Regions from separate parts of the Mus musculus genome. Here all the other regions are linked to region 1. Evidence: chromatin contacts called from public promoter capture Hi-C data. All regions are on one chromosome and are shown on one strand. The core of a region is the stretch at or near the end of the contact, and the rest is flanking DNA. Distances in the headings are between cores, read along the strand shown. Region 1 holds the start of Synrg (synergin, gamma). Region 2 has its middle 21 kb from the start of Gm38934. Region 3 overlaps Gm12576 (a long non-coding RNA gene).

Region 1 (4,860 bases), core at 950-3,449:
AGATCAGGGTGGTGGAGTCCACAGACCTAGCAATAATGAGATGGAGGTAGTCAGATCACAAATCTGAGACTGCCCTGGGCTATCTGTTCAACTCTAGCCTGAGCTAAAATAAACAACATTTTACACATTTACATGTGTAGTCATTCCACATGATTACAAGTGGGGTCACTAAAGACTCACCCAGACTGTTCTCAACTCTGTTGCTTTACTTGGTTAAAGGCAAATACTGTCATTTATCCGTCTCAAGCATTTACTCTAGGATAGTCCATTCAGTGCAAGAGGCGAAAGCGGTTGTTTGCATGTGGCTGCCTTTGGCTAGCCTTTAAGGAAACTAAGTAGCTAAAAGAAAGTATTTAAGAAACAGTATCCAAGGCAGAAGGCAGCCCTCAGAGTCAGTTGCAGCTGGTAATTTCTTTCTCCCACTGAAAGCTTCGAAAGAAGAGTGTTGGCTTCTGTTTTTCTTCAGTTATACTCTGCTACTTTGTTAGGTTTCTTATAGATAACTTCAGCTCTTAGTATCGCTTTCCCCAAACCAAAATATTCCTGAGTATACAGTTTCTCAGCCCCCAAAAGTATCTAACAAATGTAACACCAAATACCCTTCAACAACCATTGTAATCACTTTGTGTCTCCTATGGATTTACTACCTGTTGGAGTGCACATGAGTTTATTGCCCATGCTCTTTCCCCTAAGACAGGATCTCAGGGTACCCAAGCTAACATCAAACTCTCCCGATAGCTGAGCATGTCTTTGAGCTCCTGATCTTCCTGCCTACATCTCCTCAGAGCTGGATTACAGGCATTCTCCAGTGCAGCTCCTTGGACCAGTGGCATTAAAATACTACAAACCAAACTGAGCAACACACTGAATTTTTCTGTGCCCAGGGGGTCTTCCTTTTTTTTTTTTTTGAAAACATTTGTGCCTAAAACATGAAATTCTTTGAAAATTTCTAGGACTGGTCCCATTATTACTCATACATTTGATTAGATTAATAGAATGCCACTTTAGAAATTGTCATCCTGTATATATTCTGCAGGCAAAAGCAATTTCTAATGCTCACTAATGAAAGACCCCAACGAAACAGTGACAAAACCAGAGGAGGAAGGAAAATGTTTTAAGTTTAAAGTCAAAGACTGTAGAGGAAGCAGAAAACCTGGCCACACACCGTTGCTTTATTCAAGTGACTGCTTTTTTTCCTTCCGTGAATGAGTGTGTGTGTGTGTATTCACAATATGCACCTGAAGGAGACGGTTACTTTAAAATCTTTTACACATTTGAAGTGTAGGTGATTCCAAAATTAAACTATACATTAAAAAAAAAACCCAAATACTTCGCTTTCCAAAGATAACTTAGGATATTTAAAAATAAAAGCTAATTTTATCTCGGAATGTGTGTGCTATATGTCAGCTAATTAAATAAACACAAACTGAGTCATGATAGAAAGGGGAGCAGACTTTCTGGAATCAAACATTTTGTCAAATGAAAATGAACTTGAGTTACAAACACCCCTTTACCATTCTGGATACAGGGAGCATAGCCTAAAAATTATCTGAAATAGAACAAAGAGCAGATTTTTATTTTTAAAAGGAGCTCAATAAAGTCTGGAAGCTTTTGTTTTAAGAGGAGCATACTGCTCTTGGTCAGTGAATTTTCTTTGTTTCAAAATGTCTATTTTAAAAGGAGTCAGACAAATGTTTTTTTCTACTAAACGGGCTTTATCTCAAGACAATTACTAATTCAAAGGTCTTCAGATTTTTCTATTTGTATGTGAAGAAAAGAAAAAAGGACTGGACAGGACGCTCTATGAGAGGAAAGACAGTACTGTACAGTCTTAAAACGGTTCCTCCAGCTTTGCGACTAGACCGTCACAGCCTTCGCTCCGACAGCAGCTCGAGCCCAGCAAGCCTAGCAGGGACTCGCGGGCGCTCGAGGCCCCGCGGCAGGTGCGGTGGCGCCTGCACCCGAGCGCGCTCCCCGCGGGTCCCCAGGACGCTCGCGCCCCGCAACCGCCGCCCCTGCGCCCGGCCCCACCTGCCCACCCCGCCGACCATGGCTGCCCACTCCGCCCGCCCCGCCGACCCACCTGCCTGCCCCGCCGGGCCCCGCGCCCGCCCCCGCCGCGCCGCTGGCTCCGGCTCCCGGCCGCAGCGCCATCTTGCTCGGGGCCGCCGCCGCGCCAGCAGCTGTCAGCCGAAGACAGGCACTTCCGGGGCAGACACCGCCCCACCAAGTCGGGGCCGACGACGGGGCGGGGCTGCGCGCCCACGTGACTTCATGGCCCCCGGGCACGAGCGGCGCGCCCCGGTGGCATTCTGCAGGAGACACAGCACTGCGGCTGGTGTAGTTAGTTTGCAAACCCGGATCTGCACTAATGCACACAGTAGGTCCTGATATAACCAGATGATGGAACACAGGTGCTTTTCTGCTGTTCCTTTACACAGCAGTCGGATCCTAGAGGGCCTTTACAGCTGTTTCCCTTGGCACTCTCTCTTCAGCATCTATTACAGACACTGACAGTACCTTTTACTTAAGTCAATCTAGAGCATACATGGACCCAATACACACGAAGAGGATATCCTCCAAGGTGCCCTACTCATGTGGTCGGTTTTGCCATAGTGAGGCACCGTGAGCACATGCTGAACCTACACAGGGTATTTTTACTTTGACACCTCCAACCCTAACCAAGCTACCTGGAAGTAAAATGTGTTGAAAGTAAGTTTGTTAAGCTCTTAGATAATGGATCAATCACAACCAGTCCCTGCCACTTCTTGCCTTACAGCTTTCGCTGAGACAATTATAATAGGTTATTAGTTTACTAGACCAGTTTTATGTGCATTTAATAGTCTGATGTCCCTGAGTTATTACTGCTATTTTAGAAATGAGAAAAAAAAATCTTGAAAGAAGTTCTTGTAATATGCTCAGATCTTGGAGCTGCAGTGTGTCCACACCAATATGTCCTCAAAGTCCTTGGTCCTTTAACTAGGACCACGCCCACTATTTGTGAGATCTGTTTTCCTTGTTTGGTCTTGTTTACTATTTCACTTTTCCTCTTCCCTGGTCAAAGCTAGCATTTATATAGGAGAGTCCTTACTGATATGTATAGGAGTTTAAATCCATTCCTGACCCTTTTTTTAAAAAAAAAGCTGATACAAGTTTTGTAGCTACTTCATGGACTGGGTGGTTGCTCAGAAAAAATAAAGAGAAAATAACTGAATGGGGATTATCAACACGATCTGTTACCATCTCTATCTGCATCCGTCCAAGGACACTCCCCACCTGTGTTAAGAGTCTTGTTAGGATGCTTTGAGATCACAGCCCCATACCACATAATCGTTTCTATACTTCATCACTGCCGTTAGTTGCTAAAGAGTGGTGCTGTTAGCATACAAAGCTTCAGACACAGAGATAGGCACTTTTACTCTTAAAACACAGGAAAAGCTGAAGGTCTAAAATGAAAATGCAGCCGCAATGGTTTCAAGTGTATACCCACTTCAGGATATACACTGACTCAACTCTCTGCAAGAACAAAACAATTACAAACTTTTAGTTTTTATTCTCTAGAGCAGTTTATTTAAATGAAGCCTGATTTTTTTTTTAAATCTTTATCCCATCTATTCAATATCAGTCTCATGTCTGTATTCTCAGCAGTAAAGGGGCTGAAACAGGAGGATTGCTGTGAGTTCCAGGCCAGTCTGGGATACAGAGATCCCTTTTCAAAACAAATACACATTTAAAAGGAGGTCTACTGTGCTGATTTTAGACTAAAGTATCAACTGCCTAGAGTAAAGGAAACAGGCTTAATTCAGTTGCTGGCAGTCACTTATGTTGTAGTCCTGTGGCAGCACAGGCCCTGAGAAATTCTAGGCTCCAGTCTTAAGTGCTTCAACTTGTACCAAGCCTTTTTTATTCCACTGTACAAAGCAGGTAATTAAGGAAAACCTGCATACTGTGCACTGCCTTGGTCCAAATGATCACAGTTCTCTGTGGAGGGTGGCTGAAGCCCATCAAGTCTCAGCAAAGATAAGCATCTGAGACAATGAAACGAGGTGTATCGTGTAACGGGAATGTTCTTCCTCATCAGGATAGGATAGAGTGCTATCTGCTTTCAGGCAGTCATCTTGGTGGAAAGAGACAGGAAAGAACATGGTTAAATGATGGAGAATGAAGTCAGACAGGGAAAGGCTGATCATAACCTTACAGTTGCAACATTATGACAGCTAAGCATAAGCTTCCTCCCCAGTGCAGTACAGGTCAATTTCAACAGGCTCAAGTTTCCAATCCTCTGGAATTTGGATAACCACAGATGGGGGACCTCCTTACTGTGGCTCCTACCACAAAGAAACACTAAAGGGAGTGCTAGGCTCCTTCCTGTGTCTGGCCTGTGCTGCTGCTCTTGTTTGCATCCCACACAGCGCTGGCTCTCCATACACACAAGTGTGGATGGTGCACTCAAACTCAAGGTTTTATTTTAAAATTCTGTTCCAGACGCCTCTCCACAGCATGCATCACACTTTCCTTCACACTTGAAGGGCAAAATCCTTAAGAGTTCACCACACTTGGGTGTTATTTTAGCATCGGCTCTTGTTCTTCTATAAGAAGTATCTCTCTGGATTCAGGCAGAAATGCCAATGCCTGTTATTTTCATTGTATAAATCCCACCTACAAAGTGAAGCTTGATGCATCACTACATCAGAACCATTCTGTCCTCTCATATCCTTGTGGATTTCAAATGTTTGGTAAAGATGGTTGTAAGTACTCCATGAGAATCCATGCCAGGCTCATAAGTTACACTGCAGGGATTGCCTTCTAAGGTATTTATTTTTTAACTTTTCTCTTTGAGAGTTTCTTTCTTCTTGCTGT
Region 2 (4,860 bases), core at 1,392-3,891, 170 kb after region 1:
CCCAAACACATAAAGTAAAAAAATTAAAATGGACTGGGCAGTGGTGGCACATGCCTTTAATCCCAGTACGTGGAAGGCAGAGGTAGGCAGATTTCGAGGCCAGCCTAGTTTATAGGTGTCCTGAATTCCAGGACAGCTACGACTATATAGAGAAACCCTGTCCCAAAAAAGAAGAAAAAGAAAAAACAAAAAGGGAAAAAAGAAAGAAAGAAAAGAAAAGAAAAGAAAAGAAAAGAAAAAACTTGCTGCCAAGCCCCCCAAACCAAACCAAACCAAACCAAAACCAACCAACCAACCAAACAAACAAACAAAACCAAAACCAACCAACCAACCAACCAACCAAACAAACAAACAAACAAAAACCCTGAAGACTCTATATAAAAATATTAATGATGTGGGTTCTGCACAGTGTCGGTAATATCCTGCAGATGCTTCCTGAATTTAGAAGACACCAGTGGTGCCCCTCCCGACATGGGTAGTGCAGTGAGACCCACCGGGCTCTGACCCTTCCCAGTAACTCAGCTCTTGCTCTTTTAAGATAATTACCTTTTCCTTATCACTTAGGAATTCAGAAAAACATTAGTGTAAGGGAAAAAATGCAGGGGCTGGTGCGTTGGCTCGGAGGTTAAGAAGCCTGAAATAAGTCACCACATAGAGTTCCAGGCCAGCCAAGGCTGTGTAGTGAGACCCTGTCTGGACAAACAGACAAACAAGAGCATCGGCTGCTCTTGCAGAGGATCCAGCTTCCACATGGTGGTTCACAGCCCAGGGGACCTGATGCCCTCTTCTGGCCTTCCTGGCCTCGCACATAGTACATAGATACACATTCAGAACACTCAGACATGTAAAAATTAAAAAGAAAAAAAAGACAAAATTACCCATTGTCTCAGCTTGCAGAAATAACCTTCTAATACAATGGAAAAAAAACTCTTTGCAAACTGTCAATTGTTGTTATAATATATATGTATATAAATGTGTGTATATACATTATTATATTACATTAATACACACACACACACACACACACACACACACATATATATATATATATATATATATATATATATATATATATATATATATATATTACTTTTTTCCTTAACACTATAGTCCAAGCATAGTCCCCCCTTTTTAAAGTTTATAAACGGCATCTCACTGAATAGTCCTGGAACCCTCTATGTAAATCAGGCTAGCCTTGAACTCACAGAGATCCTGCCTGCTCCTGCTTACAGAGTACTGGGATTAAAGGTGTGCACTATCATGCCTGGCAATTTAAAAATTTTCTATATCTAAACCATTCTCTAACATTGTTAAAGTAGAGAAACCTATATAAAGAGTTTAACCCAGCTGTTGGTCTGCCTTTGATTTCATCTTGTCAAACACAATGAAGTGTGTGTTCACCCACATGTCTTGGTCTCCATTCCTGGAGAAGGCTGGACAAAGTATTTCTGGGTTGGAGGCTTTTTTTTTTTTTTTAATTTATTTTTTTGCATTGGGATGCTGGCAGGCTTTTCTCAGAAGGATGGAACCTGAGTTTCTTCAGATCTAAAGGTCGTGGCAGGATACATTCTGTATGCACGTGGGGCTGGGGCTGGGGCTGGAAATGGCTCAGACTCCGAGGCTTTGGCCAGTCCATCACCTTCATCATTTCATGCTGACACAAAGCAAAACAACGCAACAACACAAAACCAACCTTCTCAGAAGTCCTATCCTGTCTCCTGTTACAGCTTGGAGAGTGTCTGTCATCAGGCACATTCTGGGAGACTTTCCCTTTATCTAAAGGGGTCAAGAGAGACTTCTGGAAAAGCACCTGTCATGGCCCAAGATGATTCTGGGTCAGCTGATTGAGGGAAGGTTTGGAAAAGCTTCCTGGCTTGGGGAAAAAGGTGGTGCCCACTATGCTACCTGCAGTCTACTTAGCATATCAGACCCCAAGCATCATGCCTGCCCTGTGTTACAGAGAGCACTATTACATAGGACACCAAGGGGGGGGGGGAGAAAGAGAGAGAGAGAGAGAGAGAGAGAGAGAGAGAGAGAGAGAGGCAGAGAGAGCAGAGAGAGCGAAACAGAGACACAGGGAGAGACAGAGTGTGTGTGTGTGAGAGAGAGAGAGAGAGAGAGAGAGAAAGAGAGAGGCAGAGAGAGCAGAGAGAGCGAAACAGACACAGGGAGAGACAGTGTGTGTGTGTGTGTGTGTGTGTGTGTGTGTGTGTGAGAGAGAGAGAGAGAGAGAGAGAGAGAGAGAGAGAGAGAGAGAGAGATGTTTGGAAAAGTTTGTGGGTAAACTGTGCCAAGCCTGATGACCTAAGTTAGATCCCTGGGATTCACAAGGTGGGAGAGAGCTATCCTCTATACATTGTCCTCTGACCTGTGCAAGCGTACTTTTAAGCTCTCCCTCCCCTAAGCAAAACTGATATTAACAAGCTCTATGCTTTAAGAAATAGCCCTGCCCCAAATCCCTGTAATTTACTCCCCATCCAAGCTCCATTCAAGCAGCAAGCAGCTGTGTCATCTGCTCTGCTTCCCAGCCCCACTTGAACCTGCGCTGCCTTCAATGCTAGCTAGCATAAGCTTCACTTAGACGCTTCAGGGAGCCAGCATCGGGCATTGACAGGAAGGCGCATGCGTCCCGACCGTGATCTGAGCATGTTACTCAGAAGTTTCGTAATCTGTGAGTCACAAAACAGGAAGGATAACATTTGCCTCACTGTTAAGTATTGTTCTCAGATGACACGATGCTAGCGAAACTGCCTCATGTATAGAAGATACTCAGGAAATGCATCAAGAATCGATGAGCCCCTCCCAGATGACTGGGGCTCGCGTTCCCTTGTCTCCAGCCCCTTACCACTCCCCTTTTCTATACTCTTGCCTTGCCATGCTTGTGAGGCAGGGCCAAAAGCTCAAGAGATTCTTCTGGTACCTTCTCTGGCACCTTACATACCGTTCTTGTTCAAAGCATTAAGCGTAACCAAGGGTGTTGCTTTTTTTTTTTTTTTTCTTTACATTCATTCCAGGGTGGAAGGTTGTCTCACTGCACGAGAGACATGTTATCCTACAGGTGTCACGACCACCCCCAAATCCAGCCTTTCAGACCAGAGCTCCCTGAACCCATGCCCCCTACAAGCTAAGGCTCAGAGAAGAGCGATGCTTCTCCACTTTGGGCTTCTTAGCCCTCCAGGGCACATTTTCCAAAGCATGAGATATGTTGGGTTGTCATAGTTAGGGGGATTCTTCCTGGCGTCTGGTTAAGTAAGGGGTTTGAGATGTTGACAAACATCCCACAGTGCACCTACAAGGAACCAGCCTGCCCGAGGAATTAACAGTGCCATGGTTGAAAACCTTGACTTAGAGGGGCCCTTCCATAAGGTCAGGGCAAAGCTCTGCTCACAGCCCTCCCCACCCATGGTTCCTAAACCCCTCCTCTTTATGGTGGGGGGACAAGGCCAGGAAGGCCCCACATCCCAGTTACCACGCTCAGCCTCCTCCTGTTTCCACCTGCTGTTCTGCTCTGTTACCTCCTGCCCCTCTAAGATAGCCTGTGTGTCCTACGTGCCACCTGCTGTACAGCTCTGTGGTCACCCCAAGGGTCACCCCCGCCTGCCTCTGCTCAAAGGTTGTCTTCCCAGGGAGAACTTCCTTCACACCTCGTGCCAAACTATAATCTGCCCAGAGCTTTCTGTCCGGCCATGATCTGTTTTTCCTTGCCTCTGGCCCCCGAGACCCCAGGTCACTGACGGTATTAGCTTACCGTCCTGATCAAGTGTGATATCTGCAGGACTTTTTTTTTCCTTGTTCCCTGATATTTTCTTCTGCTTGATTCTTTTTCTTTTCTTTTCTTTTTCTTTTTTATTTTTGAGACAGGGTTTCTCTGTGTAGCCCTGGCTGTCCTGAAACTCACTCTGTAGACCAGGCTGGCTTTGAACTCAGAAATCTGCCTGTCTTTGTCTCCTAAGTGCTGGAATTAAAGGCATGCACCACCACTGCCCTGCACTTGCCTGATTTTTATATATTATATCTTATATATTTGATAAATTCTCCAGATATCTTCTCCAGTGAATGGATGAATGAATAAATGAATGAAAATCCTACTGTTCCAGAGCTGTTCCGTTCTTATGAAGTCAAGCTGACCTGACACTTGTGTCATGTGAGTGCAGTTGCCCTCATAGACCAGAAGAGAGCGCTGGATCCCCTGGAGTGACAGGTGGCTGTGAGCCATTGGACGTGGGTCCTGGGAACCCAACTCAGGTACTTTCCCTTATTATCCCCAACACCTGTTCAGGCAAACACTTAAATGTTATTCTGAGCATCTCATGTAAATGAAAACCTACAGTATACGTGGCTGTCTTCTTTGACTTAGCATAGCATTTAATGGCTCACCCACGATATGGAGTATATTGATATTTCACCTTTTCTACAGCCCAATATTATTCCACCGAGTAGACACACATCATGCCGTTCTCTGGTCGCCAGCAGAGCCGCCGTTGCTAGTTAGGGGCTATCCCGAATGCTGCAGCTGTGGGCACTGCTGTACTTGGTCACATCATTTGTTTGGGGTGTCACCTGGAGTTGCTGAGTCATGTGGTGACTGTGTGGAAATTTTGGAGGGACTGCCTGCTGCGCTTTCTTCCTGGCTTTGTGGATTCACACCCAGCATTGTCTTTCCTCGAGTTATGCCGAGCTTCTTCGGTCCATGCTACCTGACCTCCTCTGCATGGCATACCTGGGAGGCTCCTGTGCCTCCTGAGGGGCACCCTCTATGGCCAACACCTCAGTCACAAGGAAGGGAGTTTCAATATCCCAGGGCTCAGGTTACACGGGCAGCAACTACAATGAAGCCTCGAGTGAGAACCCTCAGCTCCT
Region 3 (4,860 bases), core at 601-3,100, 140 kb after region 1:
TGTCATAATCCCTCAGTGAGAGAATTACTAAAGGATGTGCTTTGAAGACAGCTGATCCTATATGAAGTGGCACTTAAGAACCAACACAAACAAAAAATAAATACATAATTGTATAGTCATATTTAAATAATATTGACTATAAATTATTTCATACAATAATTTTGTTGGATTACAAAAATAAGATGACACCGAAGAACTATAACATGGTACAAACTTGGGAAGGACTGAAGTTTCTACATCTGGGGGAAAGAAGTTGGAGATATTAACACTACACTAATATTTCAAAGAAGTTGGAGATATTAATATTATACTAATATTTCAAAGAAGTTGGAGATATTAACACTACACTAATATTTCAAGGGTTCTTTACCTAAGGTAGTGAGGGGGACAAGAAGTAGAATGGAGGGTTTCCAAACTGAAAGGAAATAAAGTGAGTAAGATTTTATTGTTAAAGTGGAAAGAGAGACATGGACCAAAGAAGTAAAGATTAAAATAAGTAGAGGCTGGAAGGAAGGCTCAGTGGTTAAGCGCAATGGATGCTCTTCCAGAGGACCCAAGTTTGATTCCCAGCTCCCATATGTTGGCTCACAAAGATCTTTAACTGTAGTCCTACCCTCTTTGGGCAACCTTGGGAACCAGGCACAGATATGGTGTTCAGATATACATGTAGGCAAAGCAAAGCTCTCATACGTGTTAAATCAATCAATCAATCAATCAGTCAATCAATCAATCTTTTTTTAAAAAAATATTAAAATGGATTCCACTAATGGAGACAATTCTAATCGGATGAAACCTGACATTTCTGAGCTCACACTTAGTGTCAGACTCTATGCTGGGATAGAAAAGATAAACAACTTCTTCCCTAAGCTCAGTCTAGCTGGGGACAACTAGAAGTGATGTGTCATGAGAGGGCAAGCAGTGCCTGGAGGCTGGGGGTGGCACACAGGGAGGAAGCCAGGGATGGCTTTCTGAAGATGGTGAGACCTTTGCTTCATCCTGAAGGATGAGTGAGAAGTCAGAAGAAATAGCACGTACCAGGCCGGCGTGACAGCTCAGCTCGTGACAAAGGCATGGAACAGGGCCCAGTCTGCTCACAGTCTTCTTTTGTTACGGATGAGGAGTTTGAAGCTCCAAAAAGGTAAGGAGACTGCCCCAGGGGTCGCCCTGCTAATTGGTAGCAGAACTGGAATCTGTCCTAAAGACTCATTCACACACACACACACACACACACCCCTCAGAAGGCCCCCCAGTGCCTTAGGTTTGCTCCAGAAGGGCTAGAGACTGCATGGTGTTGAGGTTTCAGAAGACTTTGAGGAGGTACTGCCTGTGGGTGTGGGTGCTGGATCTGTCTCTGGCCTGTGCCAGGCTGGAGCAGAGCCAGGAACCCGGGCAATTTTCAAGACTGAGCTGCCTGGCTCACCCCAAGGAAGCCTCTGCCTCCAGCCACCTCACCGACGCTGGGTTTAATCATTAACTCCAGGTTCACAGGGCTGAAGCTGGAGTGCACAGGGTCTGGGGAGCAGCCTGGGTCTCCAAGGAGCCAGGAGAAAGATGGCTCAGGAGGAGAAGAAGGGGGCAAAGTTTAGAATGCGCTTGCTCATCCCTGAATGGATACACCCTGAGCACAGGGACAAGGTTCTGATTGTGACTGTCGATTTTGCTGGAGTTTAAACAGTGGTTTTTGTAAGCTTGATTTCAGGGCATCCATTCAATGTTCATTGAACGTTGTACTTCTGTCTGCTGCAGCCTTCATCCTGTGGGATAAGAATTTACTTCTATGAGCATTAAATGTAGCTCATAGAGAGCAGGACTCTTTCTTCCCATCAGCCTCAGTGCCTGGCACAGCCTGGAATATGATCAATGCTGATTAAATATTTGCTGAGTGAATGAAACCCAACTCTGCCTAAAAGTATTTTTAAATGTCCCCTTTAGAAAAGAAATGGGCACTAATTTTTTACTATTACTATTATTATTATTACTATTATTATTATTGAGACAAAGTCTGACTCTGTAGCCCAGGCTGCCTTGGAGCCCTTAGCAACTTACCTGCTTCAGCTCTCCAAGACTGGGGTTACACAGATGAAACATCATACTAACTTGTTTTTATTTTTATTTTTTTGAGGCAGAGTATCACTACATTGCCCAGGTTACAGTCAAACCTGCTACTCTCCTGCTTCAGTTTCTTCAGTGTTGGGACTACACGTTTGCACCATCAAGCCAAACGGCTGATTTTATTTAAAAAAAAACAAAAACAAAAACAAAAACAAAACTTCAATAGAGCAGGACATGGTGGATCATTCTTTTTATCCTAACACTCAGGAGACAAAGGCAGGTGGAGCTCTGTGAGTTCAAGGCCAGTCTCGTCTACATAGAGAGTCCCAGGCCAGCCAGGGGCACAGTGAGACCCTGCCAAACAAACAAACAAACAAACCAGCAGCAATAGTAAAAAGTTCAGTGGAGGTTTGCACTTGTATAGTAGCCGAGTCTAGGTGAAGTCCCCTGGTCTCAAGCAGGTGGCAGTCTTCTCCCCTTTGTCCCTAACGTCTGAGAAAAGACAGAGTATGGCTGAAACTGCTTAAGCGTTCTCCAGACACGGGTGTTATTCAAGCACGAGGCCACATTTGACTGCGGAAAAGAAAGCCCCATGGGGCAATAAAGGTAACTGCCCCTTGTCATTTCTGGGATCTTGCAATGGGAAAGACTGTTAGCAGAAATACTGCTCTGACCTGGGAGTGCAATCGCTTAAAAGGTATTTGTGTATTCTGCCAAAGCAAAAGTCCAAAACCAGACAAACAAACACCACCTTCCGTTTGAGAAGTAAGATGCAGGTGGCAACAAGACTTCTATCTCAGGCTGATTCACCTACTTCCTGGTGGGTAGATACGGCCACATCTTCTTCACATGGTATTTGTGAGGACTTAATGGCTGAATGGCATGGGAAACCCTTGGCAGCTAGAAGATGCTCACACACAGTGCAGATGCCTTCTGTCTCTTGAAAGTAAGATCATCTCCTAGAACCAGGTATGGAGATATAGTCCGCTCCCGGAAGCCATGTGAACGTGGGCATCAGGTCAGAGTTGAGGCTCGCTCTGCTGATGGGGCCTCAAATGTAAACATTTGTTGGTATTGTGTGGCTGTAGGGGATGCTGGGGGAAGAAATTCCCTTTGCAGGAATAGCCACTGTCCTGGAAGAGCCAGAATACCTTGTTGGACCTGGGCCAAGAAAGCTGACTCTCCTCCCCCAGCCAAATCTGTCTCAGGCTGTGGAGGAAACTGGCCAATGTCAGGGAGCCTCCATTGGTGCTGCCTCTGGGTGGTTTACCTTAGCAGGGTGGTGACATATATAGTGTGACCAATTTGCCTTCACCCCATTTTACCACTGGAACGTCCTCAGAGTTCTGAAAGTCTTTTAAGGTTCTAGCTCTCTACCGTAGTCACCATCAGGAGGTAAATCTGTTCAGAAAGGACCCCCGGCATCCTCCTTACCCTCAGCTCAGCCCACAGTTGCTGAGAACTCCCTGACCACCTGATGTCTCTCCCTGCCCCTCCTCCTTTAAGTCTCACCCTCTCACCCTAAAATCTGAGATGAAATGAAAGGTAAATTGCCAAGGGAGGTCCTCTCCCGCGGCAGATTTCCTGTCTTTGCTTGTGAGCACGGAGACCCCGAGTGGGGAGGCCAATGGCAGAGCACTCTCCCAGAACCAGCCCTGGGGTGACAGGTGTATCAGAGAGTAACTCCTTCAATGGTGGGGGAGGGAAGAATTAAAAAAAAAAAAAAAAGAGGAGGTAGAAAGATCCTAAAGGCTGCCCTTGTTTTTCTCTATGCCACCCAACTTGAAACTGCCTCCAGGAACAGAGAAGGGGGGAGGGGAGAAAGAGGAGAGAGAGAGAGAGAGAGAGAGAGAGAGAGAGAGAGAGAGAGAGGGAGAGGGAGAGAGAGAGAGAGAGAGAGAGAGGTGGGAGTGGGAGAAAGAGACAGGGAGGGGGAAATCAAAGAAAATTGCAAAAGTCAATGGGCTGGAACCAGAGGTAGCCTCAGCAACTGCAGTGTGACTTTGATTCTCCTATCATAACTCTGAATTAAAAATTCAGGCAATTATCTGCATGGCTTCCTTCTGATTAGAATGAGCCGGAGCCTCATTAATGCATCGGCACAGAGGAAAGCCATTAGGGTCTGTGAAATGGAATGTTTCTCTGAGAACAGGTTCCGCTTGATGTAAAATGCCCAGCAAAAAGAAATTTCACACATTTTTAAGCTCAGAGTCACAGGACGGCACCCTGCTTCAGGGCTACAGACCATGCCACAGCCATTCCTTCGCAGCTGGCACTGGGTGAAAGCCATCTTTGTCTCCCAGCCTCTCTGCTACCCTCCATGAATGCTCTTGGGTGCGGGGAGGTGAGGGTCCTGACGTGTCGACTCAGCCTGGATCCCCAGTCTCAAGGACCCTGAACCATGACGAGTACCTGAGCTGTCTGGGAACTGACTGTCCTCCTCTGCAGAAGAACTAGAAGCCTGCTCAAGACAGCGAAGGTTCTAGGCTCCAGAAAAGATCAAAATAGCTGCGTAGCCTCAACCAAATTGGTATTGATCCTTGTGATGACCTGGGCATCCCAAAGTAATGCAAGCAGGGTCTGGAGAAGTTGAGCTAGCCTTCGAGGCTGGTTGATGGAGAGGGGTGATGGTTTGGAGGGAAGGAAGGAACTTTTGTCTAGTCGCTCAGGTTATAGGAAACAGAGCTCCCGGTTATATACAATGTTATTGCCCGGAGCCTGTCTGGGTAGTTACCCTTTAGTCTTTAGAATGGAAAATGAAATACAAAACAAAAGGAGAAACCTGGAGCCTAGTTTTAACATCTTGAG

The links. Promoter capture Hi-C pulls out the DNA fragments that hold promoters and counts their contacts.
Region 2: a promoter capture Hi-C map of the HPC-7 cell line shows a contact between it and region 1, with 4 times the contacts expected there. The contact joins the enhancer-like site here to the promoter of Synrg in region 1. A contact is called at or near these places in 18 of 39 promoter capture datasets (the 3T3-L1 cell line, the C10 cell line, the HPC-7 cell line and 11 more), 3 of 15 datasets of contacts at CTCF or cohesin (the NIH/3T3 cell line, pro-B cells and stem cell-derived epiblast-like cells), 8 of 484 Hi-C or Micro-C datasets (B cells, the HPC-7 cell line, bone marrow-derived macrophages and 3 more), 17 of 115 datasets of contacts at active chromatin or transcription factors (the 230-238 cell line, the HPC-7 cell line, bone marrow-derived macrophages and 12 more) and 3 of 9 other capture datasets (adipose tissue, liver and pancreatic islet).
Region 3: a contact with region 1 is called in a promoter capture Hi-C map of liver. The contact joins the enhancer-like site here to the promoter of Synrg in region 1. A contact is called at or near these places in 8 of 39 promoter capture datasets (the C10 cell line, the HPC-7 cell line, cancer-associated fibroblasts and 4 more), 1 of 15 datasets of contacts at CTCF or cohesin (the NIH/3T3 cell line), 4 of 484 Hi-C or Micro-C datasets (B cells, the C3H10T1/2 cell line, bone marrow-derived macrophages and 1 more), 5 of 115 datasets of contacts at active chromatin or transcription factors (CD8 T cells, the HPC-7 cell line, embryonic stem cells and 2 more) and 1 of 9 other capture datasets (pancreatic islet).

What each region holds. Positions count from the first base shown.
Region 1 is chr11:83,961,770-83,966,629 of GRCm38.p6, reverse strand. It overlaps Synrg (synergin, gamma), which reads right to left and starts at 2,199. Exons shown (of 20, transcript NM_194341.2): 1 at 2,084-2,199. The coding sequence starts at 2,154. It overlaps Ddx52 (DExD box helicase 52), which reads right to left. Exons shown (of 15, transcript NM_030096.2): 15 at 3,542-4,860. The coding sequence ends at 4,823.
Region 2 is chr11:83,787,247-83,792,106 of GRCm38.p6, reverse strand. No RefSeq gene overlaps it. Among named protein-coding and RNA genes, the nearest start is that of Gm38934, 21 kb to the left of the region's middle. Within about 2 kb of position 2,641, at least 133 of the 459 cell types and tissues checked have an H3K27ac peak or open chromatin away from gene starts, as enhancers often do. A contact at or near this core is called in the HPC-7 cell line, bone marrow-derived macrophages, embryonic fibroblasts and 3 more, where this site is marked.
Region 3 is chr11:83,816,586-83,821,445 of GRCm38.p6, reverse strand. Gm12576 (a long non-coding RNA gene) reads left to right here. Exons shown (of 4, transcript XR_388929.3): 3 at 1,003-1,138. Among named protein-coding and RNA genes, the nearest start is that of Gm38934, 8.0 kb to the right of the region's middle. Within about 2 kb of position 1,850, at least 39 of the 459 cell types and tissues checked have an H3K27ac peak or open chromatin away from gene starts, as enhancers often do. A contact at or near this core is called in extraembryonic endoderm stem cells, liver and pancreatic islet, where this site is marked.